3 separate regions of the Sus scrofa genome follow, and regions 1 and 2 are each linked to region 3. The links are chromatin contacts, called in public HiChIP or PLAC-seq maps. All regions are on one chromosome and are shown on one strand. Each heading gives the region's core, a stretch centred on a gene start, on an enhancer-like site or on the middle of the called end of the contact. The rest is flanking DNA. Distances are from core to core; before and after follow the strand shown. Region 1 overlaps TIMMDC1 (complex I assembly factor TIMMDC1, mitochondrial). Region 2 holds the start of POGLUT1 (protein O-glucosyltransferase 1). Region 3 holds the start of COX17 (COX17 cytochrome c oxidase assembly homolog).

Region 1 (3,259 bases), core at 14-2,513, 140 kb after region 3:
GCAGTAAAAAAAATATAAAATTTTTAAATGTTTTCTGCAGGTCCCGCCTGAGACTGACCTCTTCTTGGAGCTTCCTGAGATGGCCAGGGTTATCTCACCTTGCCCTTCATGTATCTGTTTGCAAGGAGCCTCTCATTCCAGCGGCTTTGCAGAAAGTGACTGGAGGAGTATGGTGGGGACAGAAGTTAGCTCTAGTGATGCTGACCAAGGATTTGTAAACACAGGCTTTTTTTTTTTTTTTTTTTTTTCCTTAACCCAGTGAGCCACAATAGGAACTATGGAAACACAGAATTCTGTAGGCCTGGAGGAAACATTAGTGAATACTAGTCCTTTTTTTTTTCCTTTTTTACGGCCACACCTGTAGTGTATGTAAGCTCTCAGGCTAGGGGTAGAATTGGAGCTGCAGTTGCCACCACAGCCACAGCCAAAGCAACACTAGATCAGGGCCGGTATCTGCAACCTACGGCAGAGCTTGTAACAACACTGGATCCTTAACACACTGAGCAAGGCCAGGGATCAAATCCGCCTTCTCATTGACACTATGTGGGGTTCTTAACCCCTTGAGCCACAATGGGAACTCCACGAATACTAGTCTTACCAATGACAGGGTACTGAAGTTCTGGGAGGTGACCTGAATTGTAAAGGCCAAGGCTAGAACCCAGATTTTCCTGGCTCTGGTACTCTTTTCCTTCATCAATCTAGCTCTGTGCTATTAACTGGTATGTGTACACACACACACACAGAGTTAAAGTGCTTCTGGAAACAGTTTAGCCAGTATCAATCTTCTCTACCAGGTTCAGGAGGAAGTAGAGCTATCCAAAACTAATTTCCTCTGATATGTAATGCCAATGACTTATACACTCCAAAGCAATAGCTGGGTTGGAGAGGGTGGTTAGTGTGGGTTAAAGATGCACATTCTGGAGTTCCTGTTGTGGCTCAGTGGGTTAAGAACCCAAATAGTATTCACAAGGATGAGGGTTCAATCCCTGGCCTTGCTCAGTGGGTTAACATTCTATTGGTTCACATTGGACTGATAATTTCCTTAAATAGCTTTACTTTAATTGCATTTATAAAATATTTATGAGGATGTTCTCAGTTAAAATGAGATAGGTTTTACTGTGTGTATGTACTAAAGATTAAGCTGTCTTTAGAAGAAACTGCTTAAGGTAATGAAAAAGAGCTTCCACAAGGCTTCTTTAGATCCCTAAAGTGGCTTTTCCTCCTTGGTATTTTTGGATCATTCTGACATCAGCAGAGAATTGAAAAGAAAGAAGTGGCCAACTACTGTTCTTATGTTACTTAACTCATGACTCCTCTTTCTCTAAGTGAATCTTACTTAAGCTGGGGCAACTAGACATTCTCATTTGAAAATCTAGAGTTGGACAGCAAGAGTTGACCAAGTTTCTCAAATGTGGCTGGATTTAAAATGTTTAATTTTGACAGCTAAAAAGGGACCAGATTATGCTATATAGTCTAAAGAACAGAGGTATATGTTTAAATAGTTCCTCACAGAACAAAGTTACTGAAGAAAATATGGGTAGTAGACTGACAAAAGTGTAAGGTAAGGAAACAACCATAACAACAACAACAACAACAAACAGGAATTGCTGCCTTTAGTTAAGATTCATAATCCTCGGACATGATCAAAAGGAGACCTTAAGAAGTAATTAACCACAAAACAAGAGACAAACCCAAGAGACAGCTTATTTGTACTTTAAACAATAAATTATAGTAAATTATTACTTATTACATTTAATAAATGTATTAGTACTACTTTCAAAATTATTTTACTTCTATTATTTTGATATTTTTGTGATATGAATAAAATTATTTTAAAACCAACCATCTGATAATTTATAATTTCTAGTTTAAAGATTTAACCTGTATGGGGGTATGAATAAAATAAACCGACTAACTGCCAATTTGTTACAATTTATGAATGGGATGATTAAGAAAAACATGCTTTTTGGAGTGTGGCAAGAATATGTAAATCGTGGTGAAAATACATTGGTGCAGATGTTCTCATATCTCTCCCCCCTTTTTTTTCTTTTTAGGACTGCATCTGTAGCATATGCAAGTTCCCAGGCTAGGTGTTGAACTGGAGCTGCAGCTGCTGGCCTATGCCACAGCCACAGCGACACCAGATCCGAGCTATATCTGCAACCTACACAGCAGATCCTTAATCCACTGAGCAAGGCCAGGGATCAAACCCGCATCCTCATGGATACTAGTTGGATTTGTAACCACCAAGCCACAAAGGGAACTCCAGGTTCTCATACAATTTTAACTGCTAATATCTGCAATTAGATAATGTCCTGTGTGCCACAGCATTGTGTTATGCTCTACACATTTACTACCCATTCTGGGGTAGATACTGTTTCATTTGACAGAAAACTCCAGACTTAAAGTAAAATGGCTGTGCTGTAGGTCACATGGATGCAAAGACACAGGGCTAAGACTGCAAGCCAGTGCCCTGCCTCCAGAGCCCCCAGTTCTAGCCAACACTCTAGGCTGCTTCACAAATACTGATCATGTGAAAGACTTTTTTTTCTTTTGGCTGCACCTTCAACATGTGGAAGTTCCCAGGCCAGGGATCAAACCTGTGCGGATGTTGTGGCCTGTACTATAGCTGCGGCAATAACGGATCCCAAACCTGCTGCACCATATGGGAACCTCAAACGCTGCTCATGTGGGCAACAGCATTTTCACTAAGTTTAACCCCCAAACAAAGCACAAGCAGTTTTTACCCCTCAGTACACTTGACTCAGTCATCCCCCCCCACCCCCTCATTTAGTAAAAGTTACAATCTGCAGGGCAACTTCCTTTTCCTTCTCAGGCAGCAAGCTCCTGGAGTGCAGAGACTAAGTATCTATTAATCTGAGTAACTCTTGCATATACAGCAGAGATACTTTGTCAGCAATACTGAGAGAGGAAATAAGGTCTGGCCTAGCCACTTCCTTTTTTAAGTTTTATTTCAAATGGCATGGGAACCATCTTTGATTTTTACTGAAACAAAACCAGGAGTTGCCATTGTGACTCAACAGGTTAAGAGCCCAACATAGCGTCAGCGAGGATACAGGTTCAATCCCTGGCCCCAAGCTGCAGTGTAGGTCGAAGATATGGCTCAGACCTGGCATTGCTGTGGCTGACGCTGTGGCAGCAACTGTAGTTCCGATTTGACACCTAGCCTGGGAACTTCCATATGCTGCAGGTGAGGCCCTAAAAGAAAACAAAACAAAAAAACCAAGCACTACTACAC
Region 2 (3,459 bases), core at 280-2,779, 210 kb after region 3:
AGTAACAATGGTTACCTCCAGGGCAAGTAAATAGCGTGAGCCAGGAGTTGGAGAAAACTTACTTTTCACTTTTGTAAATGCCCTTTTGAACTTTATAAATTTTATACCATGTATATATATGAAAAAATATACAGCCAACAGGAAACATACGATTTGATTCATTCAAATATACATTCATTCCTTCAACAATATTTAGTTAAGTACTTACTGAGAGCCAGCACCAGGAATACAGCAGTGAATATAAGACAGAGGCCTTGACCTCAAGAAGCTTTTGGTTCAGTGGGGAAGGCAGACAAATACATGTGCTAACTCCTACAGGAAGTTAACAAGCAATGCTAAGACCACTTTGGCCTTTCCCATCCCAGGGCATTTTTATTCCCTAGAAATGTGAAAACCACCTCAGGGACCCTCAAAACATCTGTCTGCTCTCAAAGCATGCTTGGCTCTCTGACAGCAACTAAGGTCTTTCTGGGATCTTAGGGCATTTCCTCCTGACAAGATCTAAATACTCTAAAACACATCAAAGAAAAGAACTCACCCATGGTAGCAGCTGCAGTTTTGACTTGAACATGGTTCATAATTTTCCAAAGCTCTGTTAATTTGGTCAATAAGTACTTTCCATTTCGAACCTTCAAAAAGTGAAGTAAATGAAGGTTAACAAAACATCCCTGAGCATTCTTATTCACTTGCGGCACACAGGCAGAACCAAAAGAAGGCCCAAACTTGTAGACACCCCTTTTCCATCCCACTGGTGAAATGAACCTCCAGGAAGGATTCATTCTATAGCTCTCCAGCACTCAGGTCAGGTCTGCTCCTCTACTCAGGCTGCCAGGTATACAAGAAATGGGAAAATTTCCAAGCTTAATTCTTGGCACCTAGGTTATGGATAAGCTGGTGACATGGATTCTCACCTTTTACTAATCAAACTGAGCCTCATAAAGGGGGTTGATTAAAAGCCGCAGGCATTAACCCTCCCTTCGAACACACACACACAAGTTATCCCCCAACGTGTGTTAGGGAGCTACAAGGTAGCCCAGCGTGGGACACACTCGCTGTGGAGGAACAGGGGCATACCCTCTCCTCCCAACTATCACTCCGAATTCCAGAGGATGGGTTACTCTCCAGGGTCCTGGGCAGAAGCCGCGCTAGACACCCAGACGCAATCTCTCTCCGCTCTGAGGCGCCCGGGTGCTCCCTGCCCAGCTCTGCGCCACCGCGACCACAGCAGAAGCCGGGCGCCAGCCGCACCGGGAGCGAGGGGAGCGGGAGAGCGCTTGGCACCGGGCCAGACCCTGAGCCCCAGCGGCGGGCTCGGCGCCGCCCAGAGCGCACCTGACTCCTTTTGGCGGCCCGGCACCGGGAGCAGGAGGAGCAACAGCAGCCACAACCGAAGATGTGAGAGCGCCCACCGCTCCATCGCCAGCCGACCCACTGCGGAGGCCCCGCCGCTGCGCCGGCGGAAGCGCAGCCCCGCACAAAGATGGCCGTGGAGCCGCACCACGTGGGTGGAGAGCCGCCCAACGCAGAGGCTGCTGCTCGCTGCTCAGCCTCCGGGTACCGGTTCCCTGCGAAGGCGGAGCGGGGAAGCTGGGCCCTCCCCGGGGAGTTAACCAACGCCTAGTGCGGTGCGGCGGGACGCGATTTTTCTACTCGTCTGTTGAAAGCCGAGCTTTATATGTTCAGAGCTGCATCTTTGCGAATAGAGTGAAATCCTCTCCCCGACCCTCCGCCCCAGCTCGCTCGCCCTCAGATAAAATCGGATCCTAGGAGCGAATGAATAAATGGTACGCCCCTCCTCCCCGGTAAAATGTCTAATATTTGTTCGTTACATTTTATAACATCTTGAACACAGTCTCACAGCCCCAAAACTGAAGGTCAGAGAGGATACCATTTTCCGCCCACAGATCCGCCTTTAAGTGGCAAAATTTAGGCTAGAAGTTCCTTCCACAACCTCAAACTGGTTCTTATTAAATAGTATAGATTTGTTGAACCCCTGAATGTCTACAGCACTGTTAGAGCCCAAAAGGTTGCAGACAATATATAGCACACATCTCTTTGTAATAACTATTTATAAGTGTTTGGGTGACTTGGAAAAACAAAACAAAACAATGGGCAACATACCATACAGTGTATGTATATAGCTCTATATGGTATATAAAGAAAAGCGTAGATATATATATATATACAGTGATCATACAAATAGAAGTATGTATCCATTGTGTAAAATGTGCATAGTGACACTCTAGGCTCTGTGGAAAAACGTGGAAGTACAAGATGAGATCTGTGCCCCGAAGTTTAGAACTAGCCAGAAGAAAAATATGACTTCCCCAGAGATAATTTACAACTTAAGGCAGTATCTAAATGCTACTGGTTTCAGCAGACGGAAAGATCAATTTGAACTGGAATACTGAAGAAAGGGGGCAGGAAGGGTGCATTCCAGGCTGAAGAAAAGGAGAATGCTGGAGATGCTGAAAAAGGGGAGCAGCCATAATTTGCACATGGGAGTAGAACCTAGGCTGATGGTAGTGGAGGATTTAGGATACATCTTAAGGAACGTTGGAAGGTAAAATAATGTTGATTAGCTAGGAATGGGCTATGTAACTCATTCTGCATGAGTAAGCAAGAGAAGAAAATGAATCATTAACACTGCATCTTAAAAGGCTTCTTCAGGAATCCAAATGAAACTTAAATCAATTTTTTCTACTTCCAGGAAGGTGTACAGTAGTTCAAATGAATGTTTCATCAAAAGCACATAAGACTGTGTACTACATAGATTAAACACAATAACCTTTACTTTCAAAGTTACTTTAAAATGAATATACTGGAGAACAATTATAAAAACCCCAATAAAATAGCTTATTTCCATAATTATTGCTTTCTGTGATCAGAACAAAACAGAAATCATTTTGTGTTATAATGTCTTTGAAATGAAAATAAATCAGTGTTTTCTGCAAATTTACAATGTTTATCTTTGCAGTGAGAGATTGGGAGGTAAGTGAGCCCTATACACAGAAGGAATAAGCTGCACCTGAATCTAAACAATACTTGTTTCATTTCCTTAAGAGGTGAGGTGTTTTACTCCAGTGGTTCCTATATGTGAATGGGTGCTAGAATTCTTCTGGGACTTAAGAAACCCACAGATTTCTAGGTCCTAGGCCAGCCACTAATTTAAAATGCAAACAGTATAGTTTAAAAGACCCTCCATGTTCAAGCTTCTGTTTGTCTCTTCAAATTCATTTCATACTGTGATCTAACTGTACAGCTTTGCATTGTTTCTCACACATGCCAAGCTCTAGCCTACCTTAGAATCTCTGCATAAGTTTTGTTTTCTATGAAGATTACTTTTCTCTCCCATCTTGGCATTTCTGGTTCCTTCCCCATATTCAGGTTTTTTCTGGAATGTCATTTCCTCAGACAGATTCCCTTCAAAATAGCACCTTTATTTTTCACCTTATCCCT
Region 3 (3,242 bases), core at 430-2,929:
CAAGTGATGTTGATGTTGCTAGTTTAAGAAGCATTGGGTTTTTTTTTTTTGTGCTTTTCAGGCCCGCACTTGTGGCATATGGAGGTTCCCAGGCTAGGGGTCCAATCAAAGCTACAGCTGCCAGCCTATACCACAGCCACAGCAACATCAGACCTGAGCCTCATCTGTGACCTGCACCACAGCTAATGGAAATGCCAGATGACAAAATGGGGATGGTCTTGGTAACTTGGAAAATACACATATAGAAATTACTTTTACACCAGTTCCCAGACACACCTCAGGATTCTGAGCTGAATCTCTGGAATACAGAAACAAACCTTAGTGTTAGGCTGCATCCCGCAGGTCTGCAAGCCCTGTGCCTACCCAGCTTCATGACTGAAGAGCCCAGAGTCAGTGACAGAGACATGGATGGTTTAATGGCCAGGGGGTTCTTACATGTCTGACAGGACATGGTAAAGTCTCTGCTCCTGGAGGGGAAGGGGAGATTGCCAGTTACAGTGGGAATTGACATCAGGTTGGCACATGAGTTACCAGGGAGACCAGCAGAGAGGCACTGCCCTCACCGCTCTTTAGATAAGAACAATCTCATTGCTGGGGCCTGGGACAAATATGTAGAAAGGTCAATCATGCACTTAGGGGTTGGTGGAGCAGGAAATGGTGGAGCAGGGAATGTACAAAGAGCAAGAAAACAGCCATCTTGAGGGGCAATACCATTGGCTGGTTTAGGTGATAAGCAATGTTTGATTAACCAAAGTGCGTATCCCTAGACAGCTATTTTAACAATGCCTGGAAGTCCTGCTTTAAAAAATAAGTTCATCCTTCCTCAAACAATTCTCTGCAGGAAAAAAACTTAATGGTTATGTCCATTCTATTGCAAATACTGTCTAAGTTTACTTATTTACCTAGATGGATAGGTATTAACTGAATTTGAGGAATGACAATGAAAAGGCATTTTAAAATTTTACTAACCAATATATTTGCCCTATGATTGGCAATTCATATGGAAATCAATTCAGTTGGAGAGGGAGCTATAAACACTAACTAGCTGAGGATTTAAAGCGTGTGGGTGAGGTAAGGTTCCCAGGCTAGGGGTCTAATCGGAGACACAGCTGCTGCCAGCTTATGCCACAGCCACATCAACACCTGATCTGAGCCCTGTCTGTGACCTACACCACAGCTCAGGGCAACGCTGGATCCTTAAACCACTGAACGAGGCCAGGGATAGAACCCGAAACCTCATGGTTCCTAGTCTGATTCGTTTGCGCTGACCACTAGGGAACTCCTTTGCTACTCACTTTTAACTAGAGCGGTGAAGTGGGGTGGTGAAGGCAGTAAGGCAGATAATGGCAAGCATAAGATGCCGGGCGCTAAGTCTGTTACTCAAGAGGAATTGGCTTTCACTAGTGTTTTTTTTTTTTTTCTGTAGCATAGACAGGTCATTTCACCTTCTTGAGTTTCAGTTTTCGACTTCGAGCTGGGTGTATGGTTGAGAGCTCTCCGAGTTGCCTTACGGGTCTCCTCATTTGTGGGTCCTCTCAATGCTGGTCTACAAACATCGCTGCACTTTACCTGGGCTCTCTGCACCTGCGCGGAAAAGGCGCCCTAGCACTAAGGCCATCATTCGGCCTCTTCTGCGCACGCGCGTGCCCTTTAAAACATTTTTCCTCTTTACCTCCTCCCTTCCTCCCAGTTCGTCAGAGTGAGAGGCAGGACTTCCTGTTCTGTTTTGGAGCGACTGCCGGAAATAACTGCGGGCGAATCGGCGTGTCCGGAGGCCGGTAGAGTTTGGGGTGGCAGAGCTAATTGCAGCTTTCGGCGCGAAAAATGCCGGGTCTGGCGGCCGCAATCCCTGCCCCGCCTGAATCGCAGGAGAAGAAGCCGCTGAAGCCCTGCTGCGCCTGCCCGGAGACCAAGAAAGCGCGCGATGCGTGGTCAGTGCGCAGCCGGGGAGGGGGCGGCGGGGCAGGCTCCGTGCACTGCCTTCGGGTGCCGCTGCCCGGACTAGGGCTGGTCGTGGCCCTCACTTTGCCGCGGGGCTCTCTTGAGGGTTATAGACCTGGGTAGGCTTCGCAGTCAGCTGTCTGTAGACTGAGCTCGTAGCTTACCCTGGGGAAAAGGTTGAAGGGATCAGAGAGAGGTCAGATTGACCCGCCGCGCTCAATCCAGGCATTCCTTCCTACAAAAGGTTTTTCATCAGCTGTTATGGGTCAAACATTGCTTTAGGACCGAAGGCTTGTAAACGGATGGATGCTACTTGATTTAAAGAAACACAGGAGTTCCCGTGGTGGCTCACCGGATTAAGAACCCGACCAGCAGCCATAAGGATGCAGTTTCGATCCCTGGTCTGTTCAGTGGGTAAAGGAGCCGGCCCTGCAAACTGCAGGGTAGGTCGGTCGCAGATGCCAATGGGATCTGTGTGGCTGTGGCTGCGGTGTAGGCCGGCATATGCAGCTCTGATTCAGCCCCTAGCCTGGGAACTTCCATATGTCCCAGGTGCGGCCCTTAAAAAAAAGTAAAGGGAAACAGTTAATGGAAACGTTTTTCAATGATTGCTCTACTATGGTTTATGGGCCATGATAGAAGACTTGGCAAAATCAGAGTTCCCTTGTGGTGAGAGGGGTTAAGGATCCCACGTGGTCTCAGCAGCGACTGCCGTGGGGCGGGTTCGATCTCTTTTCGGGAAGTTGCACATAGTTCCCCCGCGGCCAAGAAAAAAAGATTTATCAAGATCAAAGAGTAAAAGTTTTCCGGTTTTCTGGTAATTTCTCCCCGAATTTAGTCATAGTAGGGTACAAGGTACATTTCTTAACGGTACAGAAAATCCCCTAAACTCTTCCCCCCACCGTTTTAGGTAGATAATTTAAAAATCAACTAGGCTATAACATATGTGACACTGTAGTGTTCAGAATTGTTTATCTAAATTACCATCAACCTGCAAAAGGTTTTCATTTCTTCTTACTGTATACAGCCTCTGTTGTGGAACAAATCTCAGAAGGAATCTTCAGATAATGTGAATGTACACCTCTCCCTCCAGTCCCTTTTTGTCCTCACATAAAAAGTAAAGAAATCATAAGTGACATAGTGGGAAAATATGAGTGGTAGGAGCCAAGTGCTTTTTGTTAATATCCACTACTGTGCACATAATACTGTTAAGGGAGATTCAAAAGACTACGATCAGATACTATGCTTCCACATTAACTGTTAAGTGCTTATTGAACCTTCAGACCATATGATATTATGAT

Evidence for each region. HiChIP or PLAC-seq counts read pairs in DNA pulled down with a chosen protein or histone mark.
Region 1: a contact with region 3 is called in an H3K27ac HiChIP or PLAC-seq map of alveolar macrophages. The contact joins the enhancer-like site here to the promoter of COX17 in region 3. A contact is called at or near these places in 6 of 47 Hi-C or Micro-C datasets (brain, embryonic fibroblasts, mesenchymal stem cells and 3 more) and 2 of 2 datasets of contacts at active chromatin or transcription factors (alveolar macrophages and skeletal muscle).
Region 2: an H3K27ac HiChIP or PLAC-seq map of skeletal muscle shows a contact between it and region 3. The contact joins the promoter of POGLUT1 here to the promoter of COX17 in region 3. A contact is called at or near these places in 2 of 5 promoter capture datasets (fetal liver and liver), 1 of 47 Hi-C or Micro-C datasets (fibroblasts) and 2 of 2 datasets of contacts at active chromatin or transcription factors (alveolar macrophages and skeletal muscle).

What each region holds. Positions count from the first base shown.
Region 1 is chr13:140,727,143-140,730,401 of Sscrofa11.1, forward strand. It overlaps TIMMDC1 (complex I assembly factor TIMMDC1, mitochondrial), which reads right to left. Exons shown (of 8, transcript XM_021070323.1): 8 at 1,417-3,259. It also overlaps a transcript of CD80 not described here. Among named protein-coding and RNA genes, the nearest start is that of TIMMDC1, 30 kb to the right of the region's middle. Within about 2 kb of position 1,264, at least 8 of the 83 cell types and tissues checked have an H3K27ac peak or open chromatin away from gene starts, as enhancers often do. A contact at or near this core is called in alveolar macrophages, retroperitoneal adipose tissue and skeletal muscle, where this site is marked.
Region 2 is chr13:140,792,116-140,795,574 of Sscrofa11.1, forward strand. POGLUT1 (protein O-glucosyltransferase 1) reads right to left here and starts at 1,530. Exons shown (of 11, transcript XM_021070325.1): 1 at 1,333-1,530; 2 at 539-629. The coding sequence starts at 1,417.
Region 3 is chr13:140,582,607-140,585,848 of Sscrofa11.1, forward strand. COX17 (COX17 cytochrome c oxidase assembly homolog) reads left to right here and starts at 1,680. Exons shown (of 3, transcript NM_001348525.1): 1 at 1,680-1,931. The coding sequence starts at 1,825.